2 separate regions of the Cyprinus carpio genome follow, and region 1 is linked to region 2. Evidence: chromatin contacts called from public Hi-C data. All regions are on one chromosome and are shown on one strand. The core of a region is the stretch at or near the end of the contact, and the rest is flanking DNA. Distances in the headings are between cores, read along the strand shown.

The links. Hi-C and Micro-C count contacts between places; a contact is called where the count stands out from the background.
Region 1: a Hi-C map of liver shows a contact between it and region 2, with 6 times the contacts expected there. The contact joins the promoter of LOC109050145 here to the enhancer-like site in region 2. A contact is called at or near these places in 3 of 8 Hi-C or Micro-C datasets (liver and skeletal muscle).

The regions. Positions count from the first base shown.
Region 1 is chrA8:5,631,200-5,634,641 of ASM1834038v1, forward strand. LOC109050145 (serine/threonine-protein kinase pim-1-like) reads left to right here and starts at 2,099. Exons shown (of 6, transcript XM_042761755.1): 1 at 2,099-2,481; 2 at 2,682-2,788; 3 at 2,918-2,968; 4 at 3,076-3,442. The coding sequence starts at 2,409.
Region 2 is chrA8:5,530,784-5,534,025 of ASM1834038v1, forward strand. It overlaps the pseudogene LOC109071307. Among protein-coding and RNA genes, the nearest start is that of LOC109071295, 41 kb to the left of the region's middle. Within about 2 kb of position 1,643, at least 2 of the 8 cell types and tissues checked have an H3K27ac peak or open chromatin away from gene starts, as enhancers often do. A contact at or near this core is called in liver, where this site is marked.

The sequences.
Region 1 (3,442 bases), core at 849-3,348, 100 kb after region 2:
TCTCTGTTAAACACCCTCTTTAGCCCACAGGTCTCTCATCCACGTGTCCCAAACTTCTATATACCTGTGCTGTTTTTTGTTTGGGAGGAGTAAAGTTTACTTATGCGGCCTGAACAAACAGATGCATTTACACTTGGATGAGTTGTGTCTTTGTGTGTGTTTCAAACCACCTCTTGAGGGAGTCTGAGTGATCAGATTACTATATGGCCCCATTTACACTGCATGGTTCAAGTGACCCAATTCCGATTTTTTCCTCTCATGTGGCACAGATCGGATATGACCGGTGAACGTGTAAGCAGGGAAAAAACCGCATGGATTCCGATTTTCTCAGATGGGATTCAGGCCTCATTCATACATGGTAATAAATCGGATATGAATCGGATACGTGCATTTGCGTGTGCTATGTAAGCAGACAAATCGGATATTCCCAGTAAATGCGAGTCGTTACGTCATTAAAAAAGTGACGTCAACTCAGGTGGACACCACCAACTGAGATCACATGACTTATTTATAGGCGTGATAGAGGACGAAGGATACACACAGTGGAGCAATGCGGAGGTTTCATGTCTTTTAAGTCTTTGGGGCGAAGAGACAGTGCAGGCAAAAATGCAGGGTTGTTACAGAAATAAATAAGTTTGAAGACATTTCACGAGATATGGGGAGGCACGGTTTATTTAAGCGCTTTTTTCTCCGCCGTACGAGACAATGTTTTGCTGATTTTTTTTTTGTTGACTTTTCAATATATTATGGAAAGCAAAACACTGTTTAATTTTATTTGCATCTGCATCCATTGTATTTCGTGCTGTTTTACTTCCTTTTCCGAGTCAGAACGTCTACGTTTGGTAGTTTCAGCAGTGTATAATGTAAATGCAAAAATCAGATACGGGTCACTTTTAAAAGATGATGTAAGCGGGTCGTCAAAAAAATCGGATATAGTCAGAAAATCGGATTTGGGCATCAAGACCTGCAGTGTAAATGCAGCCTATGTCTCAAATGGGTCTTTGAGGGCATTTACACTTGGTCTTTACTACTTGACTATACAATGAGTAGAGATGAAGTGTTCAGGCGTGAAAGCCCCCTAATATAGGTTTACATCAGTTTTTTGTTGAGTTTAGGCATATGTCCAAAGGGCGGGGAAAATACAGAAGACAGGGAGAGCAAGTGCCATTCAAACAATAATCTGCGCGGGAAAGAGAGGACAAGAGAGACATGGGGGATGGGTCTGCAAGTCTTTTTTATCTCAAGTTTCCCACATCCTCCCGCCGAGTTTAAAACCGGCCACCCAATTTGAAAGAATGCCTGGTATGCACCTCATTTCCATAGCGACCGGCATTGTTCTCCATTTAAACAAAGCCTGTTGCACGCCAATAAGAGGAGGAAAAAAAAAACTTTACGCGCTAATTTGAGATTAATGAGGTAATGCAGTGCGCGAGGTCTTCCTATAAATTTTGTAAACCTACTTTACGTGACAGAAACAAAAACAAAAGAGCTGTCCATTGGGTAGAGAAAATGAAAACGTGGGTTGCATTACACTGTAGATATTTTTTTTTTTTTTTTTTTTTTGCTGTCTCTTCCTCTTTCATCACGTGAAATGGTTGTGTTCCTTGAATGCTATATACAAGAAAAACTTTAAAGTTGCACACTGACTATTATACTGTTACTGAACTAAAGTAAATTTCTGTCTGTCTATGCTTTTATAATATATATGTATATATTTGTTCATATATAATATGCATCTTTTCAATCCTTTTACAAGATTGTATACATAAAGCATGCATCTATTTTTGTAATACTCTTCATACTTCTCTTCATACTTTTCCGAATCTGCAACGGCGACTTTTGTTATATACACACAGCCATGTGCATCATTATCCCTGTCTGCCCCACGCCGACTAAGCGCCCTTAAAAAAAGCCTCGACTATTTGGCGCGTTTTGATTCCCGCCACGTCTACGTTTTCCTTTATTTTCATATTTGATTGACCTTTTTCTGCAGCGGCAGGCGCATTAGTCATTGGCTGAATCATGTTTGTGGGCGGGGCCAGTATTGACGTACTAGCAGCCACACCTCTCTTTTACTACTGGTATATAACGGCTCTTGCCCCTCCCTCACGATTTAGAAAGCCGGGTATTTGTGTTCAGCGCGCACCTCGGACGATAATATTTATCTTCAAGATATATTAATCATTTATTTATTTTATTTCAATATTCAAAACTGGAATAGACCTTGCGCGGTCGATCAAAGTTCGTCTTGGGAATCAAAACCCATCGAGCCTCGATGAGAAGAGATCTCTACAGGCTTCTAGACCGGATCCCTCGAGTAGACCTTCCCTACAACCATCTCTACACGACGGATTTCGACCTCAACATTGGAATAAATCTCAAGAAGGATTCGCATTTCGGATTATAAAATGCTTCTAACAAAATTCAACACATTTGCTCACATTTCCACCGTGGACATGCCGGCAAAAATCCAGCTTCAAGGTTAGAGGACGGTTATTCTCGCGTGTCTCTGTGTGTGTGTGTGTGTGTGTGTGTGTGTGTGTGTTGTGGTCTTGGACTAACGTTAGTTCACTTCAGCAGACTTGAGTGTTGGGAATAGCGTGTGCGTCAGTTTTCCAATTATGATACAATTTTACGTCTTTTATCAATTCTTATGAATATATCATATCTTTTATCGACAGTTAAGGAGAAAGAGCCTTTCGAGAAGGTGTATCAGGTCGGCTCCGTGCTGGGAAGCGGCGGTTTCGGAACGGTGTATGCGGGTTTAAGGATCGCCGATGGCGCGCCGGTAGGTTCCAGAATAGATTATTTTTGTTTACATAAATGTTCGAATATTCATAACGTGTGTATAACAAATTTAAATAGTGTATAATATATCACTTCTCTGCTTAATAATGCATTTGTTTATAATTTCAAGGTTGCCATCAAGCATGTTGCAAAAGATCGTGTGACTGAATGGGGAGAGCTGGTGAGTACCTAATTCAATAGATTATATTCATATTATTTGTATCTAAAATATCGCATATGAATAATATATGACAGCGTCACTAAAACGAACACGTCCTCCGTTTCCAGCCCAATGGCGCGCGCGTCCCAATGGAGATCGTCCTGTTAAAGAAGGTCGGCACCGGATTCCGTGGCGTGATCAAGATGCTGGACTGGTACGAGCGACCGGACAGCTTCATTATCGTCATGGAAAGACCGGAGACCGTCAAGGACTTGTTTGATTTCATCACGGAGAAGGGCGCGTTACCGGAGGAGCTCGCCAGGAACTTTTTCCGTCAGGTTCTGGAAGCGGTGCGTCACTGCCACAACAACGGCGTCGTTCACCGTGACATCAAAGACGAGAATATTCTTATCGATCTACGAACCGGTGATCTGAAGCTCATCGACTTCGGATCGGGGGCATTACTCAAAGACACCGTTTACACCGATTTCGACG
Region 2 (3,242 bases), core at 393-2,892:
GCTGCACTCTGTCCTCTTTTGTTTGGCTGTGATTGCTTAACTTATTCCAGTCAATCTAATTCCTGTTAAAGTTTATTCCACAATCGTTTCCATTTATTCATTTGGCAGACACTTTTAGAATTTCAAAATGCATAAAAGGTGTTCAATGTACAGTATTTTTTTTGTCTGCATGCAGTAGGTGTTCTTTGAATCAAGCCCTTGGTGTTGCTAGCATAGATTTGTAAATATAATATACACATATATTTTATGCTCATAAAGAGAGAAATGGCATGCTATTTTGATTCATGTGTTTTATATGTGAAGTTTATATTTGGTTATTATGATTTAGTTTACTTTAGCCCCAAATTAATATTGTCATTATTTACTCACCCTTATGTCAGATAGTAGCAAAAAGTAAAATTTCAGTTTGCTCTTCACAAAAAGCTCCAAGACTTAAATAAGCAGAATTAAATAAGAAATACAGTGCATGAGACATACTACATTTAAAGTGTTTTTATGCTCAGCAGATCCTGCAAAAATATCTTCTTTCAACAAAGAACATAATGGCACATGCATTTGGAAGAACGAGAGGGTGAGTAAATTATGCTATTTTTATTTATTTATTTATTTTAATGGGTGAAATATCCCTTTTACAGTATTTATTGTTTGTTAATAAAAATGTTAGCTGCCAAAAAAAACCATCAAATTTATTATATCAGCATTTTATTACATAATTAATTTATTAATTTAACAATTAATGATGCTTTTTATGATGGTAACATGATTTAATCATTACATTTTTTAGAAAAAAACTTAAAATATATTGAAATTAATGCTTAAAACAAGAAAATTAAGAAAATAAACTTGTGTTCTCTATGTTGGATTTATCTGAAATCAAGACTAATGTAAATATACTGTGTCTTGTTTAAAGGATGTTAGGATATTGCAAGACAAAACTACTTAAGAAGATTTATTTATTTATTTATTTTCAGTTAAATTCAGTGATTAAGCTCTTTAGCTTTCCTGTGGGAATGATGCATTTGAACTGAAGCAGGTATTGCCAGCAGGGAGCGCTATATGACAGCTAAAACACATCTTGTGATACTAATAATAAGAAACTTGGCCCTTATATTTATACAACAATCCTGGCTCTAACAATTTCCTTAGTCAAATTATTACTCATCAAATTTCAAGCCTCATGAGTGCATGGACTTTCCGTTCAATGTCGGTGACCTTTCCCGAATATTTCATATTTTTCTAGTAATGTTTATGTCCACCCTCCCTCACTCTGCTGTACATCATTGCCCGTGGCCCCTGTTGTTTTTAAAGAGTGTAATATCCCTCTGCTGACACACAGATTCTGTGGAATTACCCGGGAATTCTCCTTCCTGTCCAACAGAGTATGACTGTGTTTTGTTCCGAGAACTACTTGACAGCGTTTTCTTTTGTGGAATTTATAGGGATTTTGGCCATCTGGGATGATGGACCATTGAATATATTTGGGGAATTCACTATTTATACACCTTGCTGTCCGCTTTTGTCAGGCATGTTGTATTTATTTGATTATTTATTTATTTTGTATTGACTGGTTCATCCTGTAGCAAAGGGCTGAAATGCTCTTGTGATGCCAGACTGGAGTAAATGGTTCTCATGGTAACAGAAGAGTCTGGCTGCCACCCAAACCCTGCGCTGTGCTGGAACAGACAGAGCATTCTGGCATATAATACATCAAAACTACCACCATCACCTTACCTAACCCTGCCTTCCACTCCCACACACACACGTTTAAGAGGGCAGAGTAACTGCATCAATGTGTTATATTTGGAAATAGTATCCATCACCATTCAAGCATTTTATAATCACTTCAAGGATGTTAGAGCAGTGATTCTCAACTGGTTTTGCTTCAGGATGTAGATTTTACATTTGAAATCAATGATTAATAGAATTGTTTATTGTACAAAATTGAAGACATGTCTTTAAAATCACTTTGATAACTATAGGAACAGTTAAAATGATAACTATAGGAACAGTTAAAAGGAACAGCGTTTATTTAAAATAGAATTTTAATGTAACAATTTACACATCTTTACTGTCACTTTTGATCAATTGAATGGATCCTTGCTGAATAAAAGTATTCATTTTTGAAATTTTGAACAGTAGTGTATATACCAGTTAAATTTAATTGTGCTTTTTTATTTACATTAACTTTCATCATCATCTAACACTAAGTTTAAGACATTTAACAGTGATGTTAAATGAAATCTCTTAATTTTTGTTAAATGTTACAATGTTAAATGTTTTTTTTTTAGGATTCCAATTTAGTATTATTTCCCCTGCTGCCTGCAACACTGCTTTATAGCATTATCTCCATGGATCTTCAAGCAGCCATCGGTGATGCAGTATGATGTTTAGCCCACATGACCGCTGTAGTTAGTCATCATAAGCCGGTGGATAACTCTTTGAACGACAAGTACTATAATCATTCTGTGATCATCACATGAACAAAACACTCTGTAATTTGGAAAAAAGCTGTTTGTTGCCAGTAATTCCAAGCATGTTATTCCTGTTGAGGAAGTTCTGAGAAACAGGCCATTGTGTTCCTCAGCTGATTGATAGATGGCGCCGTACAGCGAATGAACTCTGTGCCTCCTTGGCAAACCAACACAGTACAGGTCATGTGAATCTGGCTCCATCTCAAAGCGCTTTGAATTTATTATTCAGTGTGCAGCTACAAATATTTTTGTTTTGTTTTATTTGTTCTGTGCTGAAAAGGATGCTGGTGAGAAGGAAGTGAGGTATTTAATCCATGCATTGTTTCATGTTAGTATTGTTTATAACATTTCCACATTACCTAATAAGGCCTGTTTCCTGTGCTGCAAAATGATGACAAAATGCATCTTGCAATTCATTAATAAGATGATCATTTTTTGTTTTGTTTTGTTTTTGTTAAAGACATCTATGAATATCTTTGTGAAGGTGTTGAAGTGGTTGATGTGTCAATACCTCTTGCCCTTTAAGAAGCCCTTTGGCTTTGACCATGTTAGGGTTCATGAGGAAGGTCAAGTCTTTTTCAGATGTTAAAAGTGGTAAAGCGTCAGTTTCCTTTAAGAGTTCCTTTCATATCTCACCTCAGTCGGTCTGTGTTATCTTTTAATACCTCATGAGATCTCACTTCATTATGTGGCTCTCTGGAATACTTGATTCCGATTGGACAGTGGCAGCATTCTGTTGTGTTTTGTAATGGTTATTCAGAATTAAAGAAT